Linked DNA regions of Mus musculus: region 2 is linked to region 1. The links are chromatin contacts, called in public targeted proximity ligation maps. All regions are on one chromosome and are shown on one strand. The core of a region is the stretch at or near the end of the contact, and the rest is flanking DNA. Distances in the headings are between cores, read along the strand shown.

Region 1 (6,875 bases), core at 1,338-3,837:
CCTTTAGAACTGACATAGGGCTGCTGTTTGAGCTTGGCATCTCTCTGTTCTTCCGCATCCTTATAAATGGACCATTCTGCCGCAGCCTACTCTGCCCGGAGCATCCTCAATATCAGGTTTGTGCCTCCCTGGAGGTGACCAAATAAAGGCCAGGCATTTCTAGGTGGCACCCTGGAGAGGGTGGCTGCACAGGTTGGAAACTAAGTGCACACTGACTTCTAACCCAAAGCTGAGAAAGACAGTGGATCAGGCTTGGCAATGCACGCGCAGAGCCCCGCGGAGAATGGGGAGTTGACCTAACCTCTGTGACCCTAAGCCTCCCTGCTATTGCACATGAGCCCAGAGTCAGACCTGGGAAGAACTGAGATCCTCTTACTGCACCCCGGTATGCACAGGTATTCAGCCTGGCAGTACCCAGTACCGGCAGAGACTCACCCAGCGTTCCCAGCAGGTATGTGGCAGCCAGCAGCACTTCGTGGGAGTCCATGGATAATGGCCTTCTGCTGCCTCAGCCTCAGTGAGCTCAGCTGGCCAGCCAGGAGAGGTGTCTGACTCAGTGTCTTACTGTCTTGGAGGGAGGGGGCATAAACAGGGGTGGAAAGGGGAAGCAGGCAGTGTGGGCCTGTGTCACTGCCAACCCTGTTTGAAGTTGAACTGTCAACTTCCTCCCTGTGAAACCACCTGCCCCAATTAGAATGGAGGCCTGAGTCTCTGTCAGCTTCCTGCACGAGGTGCCTGGAACTGCGGTAGTGCCCACTGGCCATTCTCATGGCTGGGCAGAACCAGGTGTCCTTGTGGGATGGGACTGTGGGGCAGAGAGAGGCTGGGAACTCCAGAGAGAGGTCGTTCTACTCTCAGGAGAGCTCACCCGAGGTAAAAGGGCAAGGGCCCGAGACAGGAGCCTTCCCTACAGGATTCTGAGTGGGGTGGGGACTGTGCAGGCGAGCAACTTCAGGTCTTATTGCAGGGTCAATAAGGAAAACCAAGACACAAGCCCTGCTCACTCCTGATGGTGTACGGGGCTGGAAGTCCATAATCTGAGTTGAATCCCTATGGGGATCTAAGCAAAGAAACAAAACAAAACAAGACCTTGCTAGGTAGCCCATGTAAGCCTGGAGTTTGTGGTAATCCTCCTGCTTCAGTCTCACAAATGTTAGAATTACAAGCGGGAGCTGCTGTGCCTAAGAATCCAAGAGTAATATTTTACCAGCAAGTATGGGGAGGAGAGTGTCTTCATCTGAGTTGAACTTGCAGCACTGTGTGTGTGTGTGTGTGTGTGTGTGTGTGTGAGAGAGAGAGAGAGAGAGAAAGAGAGAGAGAGAGAGAGAGAGAGAGAGAGAGAGAGAGAGAGAGAGAGAGAGAGAGAGAGAGAGAGAGAGATCTCCCTGTTGGTGTGAGATGCCCATTTTGGGTATGATCTCCATGTTAGGTATGAGATAGATATTCATGTTGGGTGTGAGATCTCCATGTTGTATGGTCTCTGGATCTAGATTCGTTCATTCATTCATTCATTCATTCATTCATTCATTCATTCATTCATTCAACATTATCAATGATATGCAAGAACTAGAAATGCAGCTGGCATGGTGATACACACCTTTTAATCCCAGCACTCAGGAGACAGAGGCAAGGTGATCTCTGTGAGTTTGAGGCCAGCCTGGTCTACAAAGTGAGTTCCAGGACAGCCAGGGATGTTACACAGAGAAACTCTTGTCTGGTGGTGGTGATGGGTTGGGTGCTGGGGACAGTCCCTACCTGGTGTGTCTGTTATTTTTTCCTTTGCTGGAACCCAGTGTCTCATGCTTACAAGGCAAACACTCTCAACTGATCTGTATCCCTAGCATCCCTTTGTTTCTTAAGTGCCCATCGGAGCCTATTTCCTCACAGTTTATAGAGAGCTTCACTGTCCATTGACCAGCCAGCCCACGCCCTCGCATATGCATGCATGCACACGCATGTGCACACACGCGCACACACACACACACACACACACACACACACACACACATGCACACACTCACACACACACACACACACACACATGCACACACTCACACACACACACACACACACACACACACACACACACATACACACACACACACACACACATGCACACACAAGGAAACCGACATCTCCTTCCACAGACCTCCAGACTCACTTCTTTATCAAAGGCAATCCAAACCCGGAGCTTTAGATTTATTTCCCCTTCACAGGCCTGAGTGTGATCTACTAGGTGGCTTCACTATGTGTTCCAACCTTCATAGAAGTCTGAATGTATTACCTCAGTTACTGGCTGTGTACCGGAGGGAACCCTAGTGGTGGGGTCCCTGCACTCCAGGTCCGTAGCTCTTCCCCTGCCACCGACTCCCTAGTAACTACCCCACAAAGTTTTCTACCTTGCATCCCCTAGACCTCAGGTCCTGTGCCAGCTGGGGACCCCAGACCCCAGGCGACAGTTTCCTGTCCTATCACCCGCACTTTCCATGACACAAGAGGAAGTCAGCTGAGCTGGCTGGGTTTTCCATGCCGCCGCTTGGTGGAGGCAAAGGTGGGGGAGGGGGGATGAGCCCCCTAGGCCAGTTTCAGAACCTCAACAGCCTCCGAGGGACAGGCTCTGCCCTATTGCCTTGGCGACACCAGGTAACCTCTGGAGAGTTGCCTTACTGGACTTTCTGGTTTGGGTCACTCCTCAGTGATTCCAACACTGGTTCTTTTGGATGGGGGTGGGGAGAAGGTGGCAAAGGAGCCACAAGGAGGTGGGGTGAGGGTGAAGGGGGGAGGGGGATGGGAGCTGAGGAATGTGAGGGCCTGAAGCAGATCAACATTGGTTGGATGACTAAGTGAAATCTATAGGATGGATACCTTCCAAGTGTTTATTTGATGAGTGACTGAGTGACTCAGTCACTGGGATCTTCTGTACTGGCAGCCTTGAGCACGACCAGCTCAGGCTGGCTGTCCATCTTCCCTACCCAGCTTAGGGAGTGCACCCCTGACCTACTGTTGCTCCTTGCCTGGGAGTGGAAGAGCAAGGGAAGACCTCTTGTCTGTTGAAGGGACTGTCCGAGGGAGGGAGGGAGAGGTACTGACCCTCCAATACCTGCTCTTTGAGTGTGGCCATTGCTCTGTGACCTTGAGTGAGTCCCGTGGAGCTGGGGTCCTCAGTTGGTTCCTGTGTAGCATAGGGGAGTTGGATGACCCCAGGGCAGCCCTCCTTCAGATTGTAGAGGGAAGGGTGTGCCCAGGTGCCTTCAGAGGAGGGACTTCCTCTGTTTTGGGACCTAAAGGATTTGGCTCTTGGTGGGAGGACATCAGCTTGAACTCTTGGGGGAAGCAGAGGTCGGAGGTTTCCAGGGCACTTACCCTGTGCACCAGAAGGGCCAGGTGAGATCTCAGCAGGCTCCCGATTGCCTGCCTCCCTTGGAACAGCACCAGCCTCTCATATATGTGGTGAAACTGAGTCACTTAATGAAGTAAATTACCTAAATTCCCCTTGTGTAATGTATTTAAGAAGGCTACCTTATGATATGCCCCGTGGAGTATTAGCACAAACACTGGCTCAGAGGGAAGGTTCTAGAATCCATGGTTGTTAGTTTTCAGTGACAACTGGCATAGTTGGGTAGAAACAACTTGGAGTCTAGAAGCTGGCTTAATTTCTGAGGGGGGATATTAGGAAAGCTACTGCCCCATTCCGAGATCCATCTCCCTGCAGCTCGGGGCATCTGGAAGCTGCCCTGGTAATGACATGCAGGGCTTGTGAGGTAGAGTGCTCCCCGTGTGAGGTCAGTCTCCCAGGCTCAGCCCATGCTTTCCTGCAAGGAAGCTCTCTAAAGTGGAGGCTCTCTAAAGTGACCAGCCTTCCCCACCACGGCTGCCTCTCTAGCCAGCCCACAGTTCTGACTCCTGCTTTCTCTTCTGTTGCTCTTTTGAGCGACACTGAGCCTGTTTGACCACAGGTAAACGTGAGAAAACAAGGCTGCTTAAGGCTGTTAACCAAGCCCATTTTTCCGATGAACCACTTGAGGATCACTGAGGTTAGGTGGATCCCCAAAGGTGCACAGCTCACGAACAGTGAGGTTTGTGCCTCCAGGTCTCCCGGCAGGTAGATGTCCCCTTTCTTACATACCACCTGTCTCTTATTTCAGATGGCTGCATCCATTTGCCCAAAAGGAACTCTTGTTCTATAAAGCAGGCAGACACACAGAACCTGAGTGGTGAGGTGGACAAAGGCACCTGTAGGAATGCATGTACTGGGTCCTCTATATGGTAGAGAGCTGAGGGTGGGAGGGTCCTTCCTCTTAGAGCAGTGGACAATCCCAGCCCTTAGAGCAGAGTTGCTCCTGAAGCTGCCTGCCTTGTTGATCACCCAGCCCAGGCCTGTTTTCCTTGAGAGCATAAGGCAAATCTCTCAAGGGACATGAGGACAGGATGTGGGAAGGGCCAGCCTGAGGGGACTGTAGAGAAACCGGTAGCCATTGCTACTTGTGAGGAAGTCAAGGAGGGAGGAAGGACACTGGAAGGATGAGCGGTTTCCCATTTACTGGTGGGATGGGTTTTCTAGGTTGAGGGAAGAGTCGACACAAAGGCTTCTGGGTCCTGCAAGGTAGTAGCTAGTCTGGGACAGGCAAGAAGGGTACAGAGCTGGAACTTGGGATGTGAGTCCTGCCTGGCTCAATCATTATCGCTGCGTGTTTGAGGTGAAGGCTCTCCCCTAGAACCCAGTTTCCCTGTGATATAAAGGGTTTTCTTAGATAGTCACTGAGAGTCCTCAGTCTGTGACCTCACGGGTCAGGGTGTCATTTAGAAAACTAATGAGGACCTGAACAATCTATGAAAGTTTTCTTAAAAAGACCAGATGCCGAGAGCCATGACACTCTTTAGAAAGCTCACACACAGGGCCATCGAGGGGGGCTTAGCAGGTAAACAGCCTCACCACCAAGCCTGACACCCTGAACCTGATCTCTGAAACACACATGGTGCATGGAGACAAGTGACTCCTGCAAGTTGTCCTCTGACCTCCATGCCTGTGCACTGACACACACATGTGTGTGTACACACACCTAAACATATACAATAAACGGGCAACTTGGCAAGAATTAATAGTTCTTAAAAAAAAATAGGCAGCTCACTCATAATGTCCTCTTAGAGAGACTTCCTGGGTGGGAGATGGAGTCCTGTGTAAGGTATTTCAGCCACCCAGAGGGAAAGGAAAGAGGAGGAGAAAGAAAAGGGAATTTCAGCCTCTCCACACTGCGGAGCCCACACAGAGGGGACAGCGGGCATGATGAGATCCCAGCTGTTCCAGAGGCTCAAACAGGAGGATTGTAAACTCCAGGTCTTCCCAGACTACAATGTGAGTTCAAGGCTAGCCCATACATACTTTTATTTAAATGTGAAATGTGAAATGAAGTGAAATGAAGACAGAGGACGTAGCTCAGCGGTTGGGCGTTTGCCTAGCCTGATGGAGGCAAGCGATCCCTGCACTGAGCAAAGAAAGCCATGAACAAGCGCTCCCTGGGGCTCTGATGCAAAGGTGAGCAAACGTGACTGTAGTTTACACATTGCCATCTACTTGAATAAAATATGCATGAAATGAATAGTTAGGCTTTGCAGAATTTTGAATTCAGGATGATAGATTAATAGTGGGATGGGCGTGAAAGATCTGGAAGCAAGCTTGAGTGTGGGTAGGCTTTTGTTTTTACAGGGTGTTGCCGACATTTTCAAAAGTATACACGTATCTTTTCTAGGCGTCGTTTAGAGACAGCTTCCAAGGGGTTTGCAGAAAACCTCTTAATGAAAACAGTTCAGAGTGTTTGTGTCTGAAACATCTGAGATCTTTTCAGTGTGGTTCTCCTTGCTAATAAAAAAATAATTCATACAGATTGCGAAAAGTCAGTGAAACAGCACAGTGGCTCACAAATTAAAACATAAGTGAAACTGCCCTCGGTTCCACCGTCTGGCATAACCAAGGCAGACATCATAGGCCTTATGTAAGCCTTAGTTTTTTTATTTTCTGTTCCTAATTACAATAATTACGTTGTGTTTTAAAGCAGGCAGCATATATGAATGAAAGGTAATATAATCTTATATATATATGTATATATATATATATATATACATATATATATATATATACACACACAAGTATATATAAATACATATTTTTCCAGTGCTGGGGATGAACCAAGGACTTCATATATGCTAGGCAAGTACTCTACTTCTGAGCTATAGTCCAGCCCTTATGTATGTATGTATGTATGTATGTATGTATGTATGTATGTAGCCTAAGCCTCACAGAGATCCACTTGCCTCAGTCTTCTGAGTGCGGGGATTACAGGCCTGTGCTGCTGTGCCAAGCTGGCAGGGTCTGTCTTATTTCAGCTGTACTGTATGCTCCAGGCTAGCAGGCCTAGCAGGCTGCCACTGTCTCTCCTGTCTCTACCTCCCCTCTCTCTGTGGAGTGCTGAGATTACAGACTCCTTCTGATTTTGGCATTTATTTATTTGTTTATTTATTTATTACTGATTTTGACTTTTTATGTGAATTCTAGGGATAAAGTTCAGATAATCAGGCTTGAATCACAAGTGATTTTTATCTGCTAAGCCATCTTCTCAAGCATGAATTTCGTGCTCCCACTCACAGAATTCACACAGTCTGTCCTTGAGCTTTATCCCCAGCCCATTCATGATGCAGAGATACAGGTGGCTTTAAATGTCTGTGTGGTCGCTGGTGCACAGCCCTGATGTGGAAGTGGTTCTTATTATTGGACATTTGTGTTTAGTCTTTTGTGCTTAAAATGCCCGTGCTATTTTTTGCATGATCATCTTTTGTCCCAGTAGGTCTTTACTTCCCTTAAATGATAGCATTTGAGTCAA
Region 2 (6,875 bases), core at 1,263-3,762, 700 kb after region 1:
GCAGCTGAAACCATGGGGCCCTCCATGTCTACTCTGTGGTTGGTGGTTTAGACCCTGGGAGCTCTGGTTGATATTGTTGTTCTTTATATGGGGTTGCAAACCCCTTCAGCTGCTTCAGTCATCTCCCTAACTCCTCCATTGGAGTCCCTGTGCTCAATCCAAAGGTTGGCTGCAAGCATCCACGTCTGTATTTGTCAGGCTCTGATAGAGCTTCTCAGGAGACAGCTATATCAGGCTCTTGTCAGCGAGCACTTTTCAGCATCTGCAGCACTATTTATTGAAGATACCTTCTTCTCTCCATTTTATGTTCTTATCATCTTTGTCAGGTATTAATTGACTGAAGTTGTATGTGTTCATATTTGAGCCTTTGGTTTTATTCCATTGGTCTTCACATCTGTTTTTGTTCCATTACCAGTTTTCATTGTCATGGCTCTGTAACATATCTTAAGGCCTGGGATGGTAATCTTTTCAACATGTTCTTTTTGTTCAGGATTGTTTTGTCTATCTGGGGTCTTTTGTAGTTCCATATAGGTTTTAGGAGAGTTTTCTATTTCTTTGAAGAGTGATATGGGGATTTTGATAGGGTTTGCTTCGAATCTGTAAATAGCATTTGGTTAAATTATTATTTTCACAAGGTTAATTCTACCAGTCCACAAGTAAGGGCTGTCTTTCCATTTTCTAGTATCTTTCTTCAGAACTGTAAAGTTTTCATCACAGAGGTCCTTCTTTTCCTTGGCTAGGTTTATTCCTAAATATTTTATTTTCTTTAAGGATATTGCAAATGGTAGTGTGTCAATGATCTCCTTCTATGTATGTTTACTGTGTAGAAAAGCTACTGATTTGTGCAAGTTGACACCATATCTTGCCATGTTCCTGAATTTGTTTTTCATTTTGAGAAGTTTTCTAGTAGAATTTTTTTGGGTTTCTCATGCATAGTATCAAGCCATCTGAAAATGGGAATAGTTTGTTGTCTTCTTTTCCTATTTGTACCCATTTCAATTTCCTTCTCTTGCCTTATTGTTCCAAATAGCATTCAGAACACAATACTGAAAAGGAGTAAGAATAATTGAATTCCTGTCTCTTTCTTGACTTCAGTGAGATTGCTTCAAGCTTTTCTTCATTTACAATGATGTTGGTTATGAGTTTCTAAAATATAGCTTTTATTATATTGAGGTGTCTTCCCTCTAGCCTTACATACTGTAGGAATTTTATCGTGAAGGCCTGTTGTTTTCTCAAAGGGCCTTTTCACATCTCTTGATATGATCGTGTAATTTTCTTAAGTTCATTTACACGATTTACTATATTAACCAACTTGTGAATATTGAGCCATTCCATGTTTCATGGATATAGCCAATGTTGTCATGGTAGATAATCTTTATTATGTATGTTTGTATTCTTTTTGTCAGTATTCTATTGAGTATTTTTAGATCTATGTTCATCAGGAAAATGACATGTAGTTTTCATGTGTGTGCGCACGCGCGCGCGCATGTGTGTGTGTGTATTTCTTTACCTGGTTTTGGGATTAGAGTGACACTGGTTTCATAGAGGGGGGTGGGAGTGCTCTTTTGTTTTGGCAAAGAGCAGCTTTGGCATCTACGGTAAACTGGAGTGGGTCATAGAGTAGGCAATTGGTCATTCAGCAGATTTTTATTGGAGGGAACACAGCTTGATTCTCTGGGGCTGGTGGAGGACTCCCTGGGGCTGGAAGAAAGACTCTGGGTCCAGTGAAACTTTCTGGAGCCAGCAAGAAAAAGGTGGGAAAGAATCAAACACACACACACACACTTGGTGGATGAAGCAAGCCTCAACAAGCTCCAACAACTTCACCCATTACATACATACATACATACATACATACATACATGCACATATACATTTGTTGGATCGAGCAAAGCTACAACAAATTTCACATATACACATATATACATATAGACATACATATACACATATACACATTTGTTGCATGTAGCAAAGCTCCAACAAGTTTATTTTTTTCCTACATCTTATATAGCCCAGTAAAATCTTTCAAGCCCTATAAAAATTACAATATGGTTACATTCCTTTTTTCATACAGTAAACAATTACAGTGAATATGTGTAGAAAAAAACCATTTTCCTAATACTCTCACTTGATCAAATGTTCTACATATTAGGGGTGAAAAACAAATTATGCCCTAGAGCCCATATTCATTTGTATTTAAGTAACTTCTTATAGATTAACAGAGTATACATAGACACGATAATTTTCTCAGCCAGTTTTTCTTACTAGCAGGTTGCAATGTGCACTTAAAGGAAAGAATCAACTATTTTGTTACTTATATTAAAAAGTAATCTTATGAAATTTTTTAAAAAGAATCAGAAGTCTAAATTCTATATAAAAAAACAAAAATTTCTACCTTGAATTTTCAGAGTACACATCCACCCATATATGATGGCTGAGATGGGTGGGGAGGAAATGTCAGAGGCAAAGGTTTCTGCCTCTTAGTCAGTGGGGGGAAGTCCTGACACAATCAAACAGTCTGCTATCTACAAAGGTGAATCAGAGTCCTGTGAGAACACACAAGCAAAGCTTCTCCTGGAATAAATCAGCTGACATCTGATCCTTTCCATTGTCTGGTTAGTACATCTTTATTATTTTATTAGAAGTTGAGGAGTAAATTTTACTTAAAACAAGGTTTTTTTTTAAAGAAAAGATTTATGTTTTATTCTGTAATATTTTATGATTAAAATAATATATAAAGCATGGTTTAAAATATGATAAGGAGATGAATATTTGCAATCTTTATTTTGTAACTTAAATATTTGAGTGTTTAAAGTTTGACATGTTCGCTCTACAATAGCCTGTCCTTAGTGATTGTAGGGAATGACAATGGAGTGTGAGATATTGAAATCCAAACACCATTTTTTTTAAAAGCCTTGTACGTAGAAACATAAGAATTGTCTATTTTTTCTAAACTATTGGCATTCCTAAGATTGTAAAACAAATGTCATACCTGATCGTTGAAAGCTTCTCCAGATCTAACAGAAGCACAAATAACATGAGAATAATTATAAATCACAGGGGCACAGGCTCCGAGGATAAACTCCCATGGGGAACACGCATGGGTGTGTGACACACTGAGCATTTCCACAGGATCTCATAAGCAGCGTTGAGGGGAAAATGGCCCTTTGAGGGAAGGTGAAAGTGAGTGCTTAGGGCACTTGGTAGATGAAGCAAGTTTCAACTAGCTCCAACAACTTCACATATTGCATAATACAAACATACATATATACTTACATACATTTATACATACATTTATATATACATTCATATGTGCATACATACATACGTATATACTTACATTTATACATACATTATACATTCATATGTGCATACATACATACATGCATATATATACATACATACATACATATAGAGATAGAGATAGAGATAGAGATAGAGATAGAGATAGATAGATAGATAGATAGATAGATAGATAGATAGATAGATATAGATATATATGTGTATATATACATATATGCACATATAGATATTGGGAAAATGTCTGAACAATTCCATGCTTCCCATCAAATGATATCAAGATTCAGGGTCATTGCTGGATGATGTTTCAACGACTGGGACTCAAATTGACTGTATGCCATGATAGCACAAGAACCTAAATTATAATTGCATCTACCTCTCCATGGGCCTGTATGAGCTCTGATAGGCATACTGGTGTTTCATGTTTTAACCAATGTCAGAGTTATAACAACACTCTTCCCCCCAACACCGGGGCCTCTGACATCCTCCATAGCCTCATGCTATGTGTGTGGTCTGAAGGAGGAACAGTCTAAATTCCAGGTGAGAATATCTTGATTGGTTCTAGATGGCAGACCCTGTTCTCTGGATCTTCAGATGCTCTGGGAACCTGTACTCTGGAAGCCAGCACTGCAGTGGCTGCTTGTGTGTGTTGCTGGATCTCAAACCAAGAAGGATCTCTTATCTAGTGTCAGCAGTGTAGAGAAAACCAAGAAGAATAGAATCACAAAGCACTATTGAGTACCCAGTTATCAATGTTGCCACTGCTCCTATGGGTGCTTCCTACAGTGGACTTCTAAGACAGCGTCACTTACTGCTAACACTACCATGGCTGAAGAAGCTACACAGATCCTGCAGTTCTGCATTATCTAGAACCAAAGTCACTGCATTGTACCCAACCCACATTCCTGCCCCTGAAGGCCTTTCACAAATCCAGTTGGGATGAGGTTACTACTTGATTAGATGCACAGGTGTCCCTCCATCATCTCACTCTCCTCCATTGTGATGGCTTTGCTCACTCATCAGCTCTCCTTTCAGATGCTCCCATCTCCATGAAACTCCTCTTTATTCCAATGCTTGGGGTCACTGGTGACCTCTGAGCTCTCTGGAGGCTCTGCTTTACCAGGCAGAGAACAGATTGTCCAAGATTCTAATGGCAGGCTTCCTTATCAGTTCACTGAATTTCCTAGGATTTCCCTGAATTTGTTCCTGAGTTTCTGAATTTTTCAAACTCTTTGGAGAGGAGAGTTTATGAAACATTTATCTGAGGCCTGTACTATGATTCACTAATGTAAACTTAACCTAAGAAATGTGTATTGAGTAAGACAAATGAAATTTGATCCCCAAGAGAACATATGACAGAGGCTTTGCTTCCAATATAAAAATGCTTAAGTAGCAGTACCTCTAAGACGGCAGCTCTCAACCTGTGGGGCGAGACCCCTTTAGGGGTTGAATGACCTTGTCACAAGAGTTACCCAAGACTATTTGAAAACACTGTTATCTACATCATGACTTATAACAGGAGCAAAGGGATCCACATCCCATAATCAGCCTCCAAACGCTGACACCATTGCATACACCAGCAAGATTTTGCTGAAAGGACCCTGATGTAGCTGTCTCTTGTGAGGCTATGCCAGGGCCTGGCAAACACAAAAGTGGATGCTCACAGTCAGCTATTGGATGGGACACAGGGCCCCCAATGGAGGAGCTAGAGAAAGTACCCAAGGAGCTAAAGGGGTCTGCAACCCTATAGGTGGAACAACAATATGAACTAACCAGTACCCCTGGTGCTCGTGTCTCTAGCTGCATATTTATCAGAAGATGGCCTAGTCGGCCATCATTGGGAAGAGAGGCCCCTTGGTCCTGCAAACTTTATATGCCTCAGTACAGGGAATGCCAGGGCCAAGAAGTGGGAGTGGGTGGGTAGGGGAGTGGGGGGGGGCAGGGTCTGGGGGACTTTTGGTATAGCATTTGAAATGTAAATGAAGAAAATACCTAATAAAAAAAGAAAGAAAGTAATTTTATGGCTGGGGGTGTATGTTACCACAACTCTATTAAATTAGCAACTCTATTAAAGTTTTACTGCATTAGGAAGGTTGAGAGCCATGACTCTACACAGGTGGTTAGGTCACTGGAAGCATTGCCCTTAGAAGGGATTCAAGTAGTGTTATGTGACCCTGGTTAGTTCATATGAGGATAAATTGTGGCATCAAGCAAACTTTGGGCCTTGCTAACAGTTTCTATTTCACCAGGCAACAGTAACCTCTCTCATTTCCAGTATTACCTGTCTTACATTGTGATTTAGCCAGATAACCTTAGGTAGAGCTGTCAATCTCTGTGGTCATGCTTTTTGTTATGCCACCAAAAATGGATAAAATAAATCCCCCTTCTTAATAATCACCTAACATCAAATATTTTATCAAAGTAATGTGAATGGTTTTGATTTTATGTGAGGCATCTAAGGTTCATTAGACATATGAGATTATGCAAGAAATGACTGTGGTTAAGTTTGTCTTAGGGAATAAGCTTTTTCTATGAAACTGGATGCTTCTTAGACCCAGAAAAATCATTGTATTCATTGTTTTGTGTAGCAATGATAAATTCATGACTACCCTCTGACTGTAGTTTCCTATTCACACAATAGATTTAAAATATATATACACAGTTCTCTAGGAAAAACACAGGTCTCTAGGAAAACACATTTATCTACAATGTGTGAATTTTTCAAACAGATTTGGAAAGCTCATCTAAATGATATTAATCTGAGTATATTAAATCCTTAATATTGTATATTTGTTATATTTTGCTATGTCTACTCTACTTAGTCTTAAGTTTTGCCTTTTATTAATACTTAATAAAATTCATCTTGCAACATTTTTATATATCATATTTTGTTTATATTTCTTTTATGGAGTTTTACAAAAAGGAAGTATCCAAACTTATCATTACCATAAGTGATATTATTTTCTTGTGGAATGAAACCTTTGTTAATCGGAGCCACTCCTTTTGAGTATATTTCACAATAAATATACATGCCTGGAGGAGGAATCGAAAGTCAGTTAACAGTTTTTACAGAAAAATAGGAAGTGGTTGTGCTTTTTCAGAGATTCATATCACAATCTTTATGGTTTAGAAGTGTTAGAAGATTTTGCAAATTTAAGCTAAGTGAGGTGCTGAGTGTGGGGTGGCCACAAGCTCTGAACAAAAACTCTGGGGTGCTTTTCCAAAGCTTGGCCCTCCTCAGGCACAGAAGACAGGCATTGTGGAAGTAGGTAGGTGCAGGAATTTGCCTTCCTAGGCTTCAATATGATGGCTTTTAATTTACTGGATGAACATGGGACATCTAGGTGAAAATGAGGAAAATGAGGTCACCTTTCACTACATACTCTAGACTTTTGACCTTGGTTTGAGTGCACAACTTAACTGTATGTTGGGAAGCAATTTTGGTGCAAAGGATAAGGACAAGGAAAAGACAAAGGCTTGTTAAAGTTTCTCCTCCAGTGTCCATGACCTCACCAGTCACAGGTAGGTGGCTATCTTTACAATACCAGGCATGGATTTTCTCCTATTGTGTCTTT

Evidence for each region.
Region 2: a targeted proximity ligation map of thymic regulatory T cells shows a contact between it and region 1, with 7 times the contacts expected there. A contact is called at or near these places in 1 of 39 promoter capture datasets (liver) and 2 of 130 datasets of targeted methods (memory CD8 T cells and thymic regulatory T cells).

What each region holds. Positions count from the first base shown.
Region 1 is chr19:10,738,360-10,745,234 of GRCm38.p6, forward strand. It overlaps A430093F15Rik (RIKEN cDNA A430093F15 gene), which reads left to right and starts at 2,588. Exons shown (of 4, transcript NR_027805.1): 1 at 2,588-2,643. It overlaps Cd5 (CD5 antigen), which reads right to left and starts at 615. Exons shown (of 11, transcript NM_007650.3): 1 at 436-615. The coding sequence starts at 487.
Region 2 is chr19:11,441,046-11,447,920 of GRCm38.p6, forward strand. Ms4a4b (membrane-spanning 4-domains, subfamily A, member 4B) reads left to right here and starts at 2,513. Exons shown (of 7, transcript NM_021718.2): 1 at 2,513-2,615.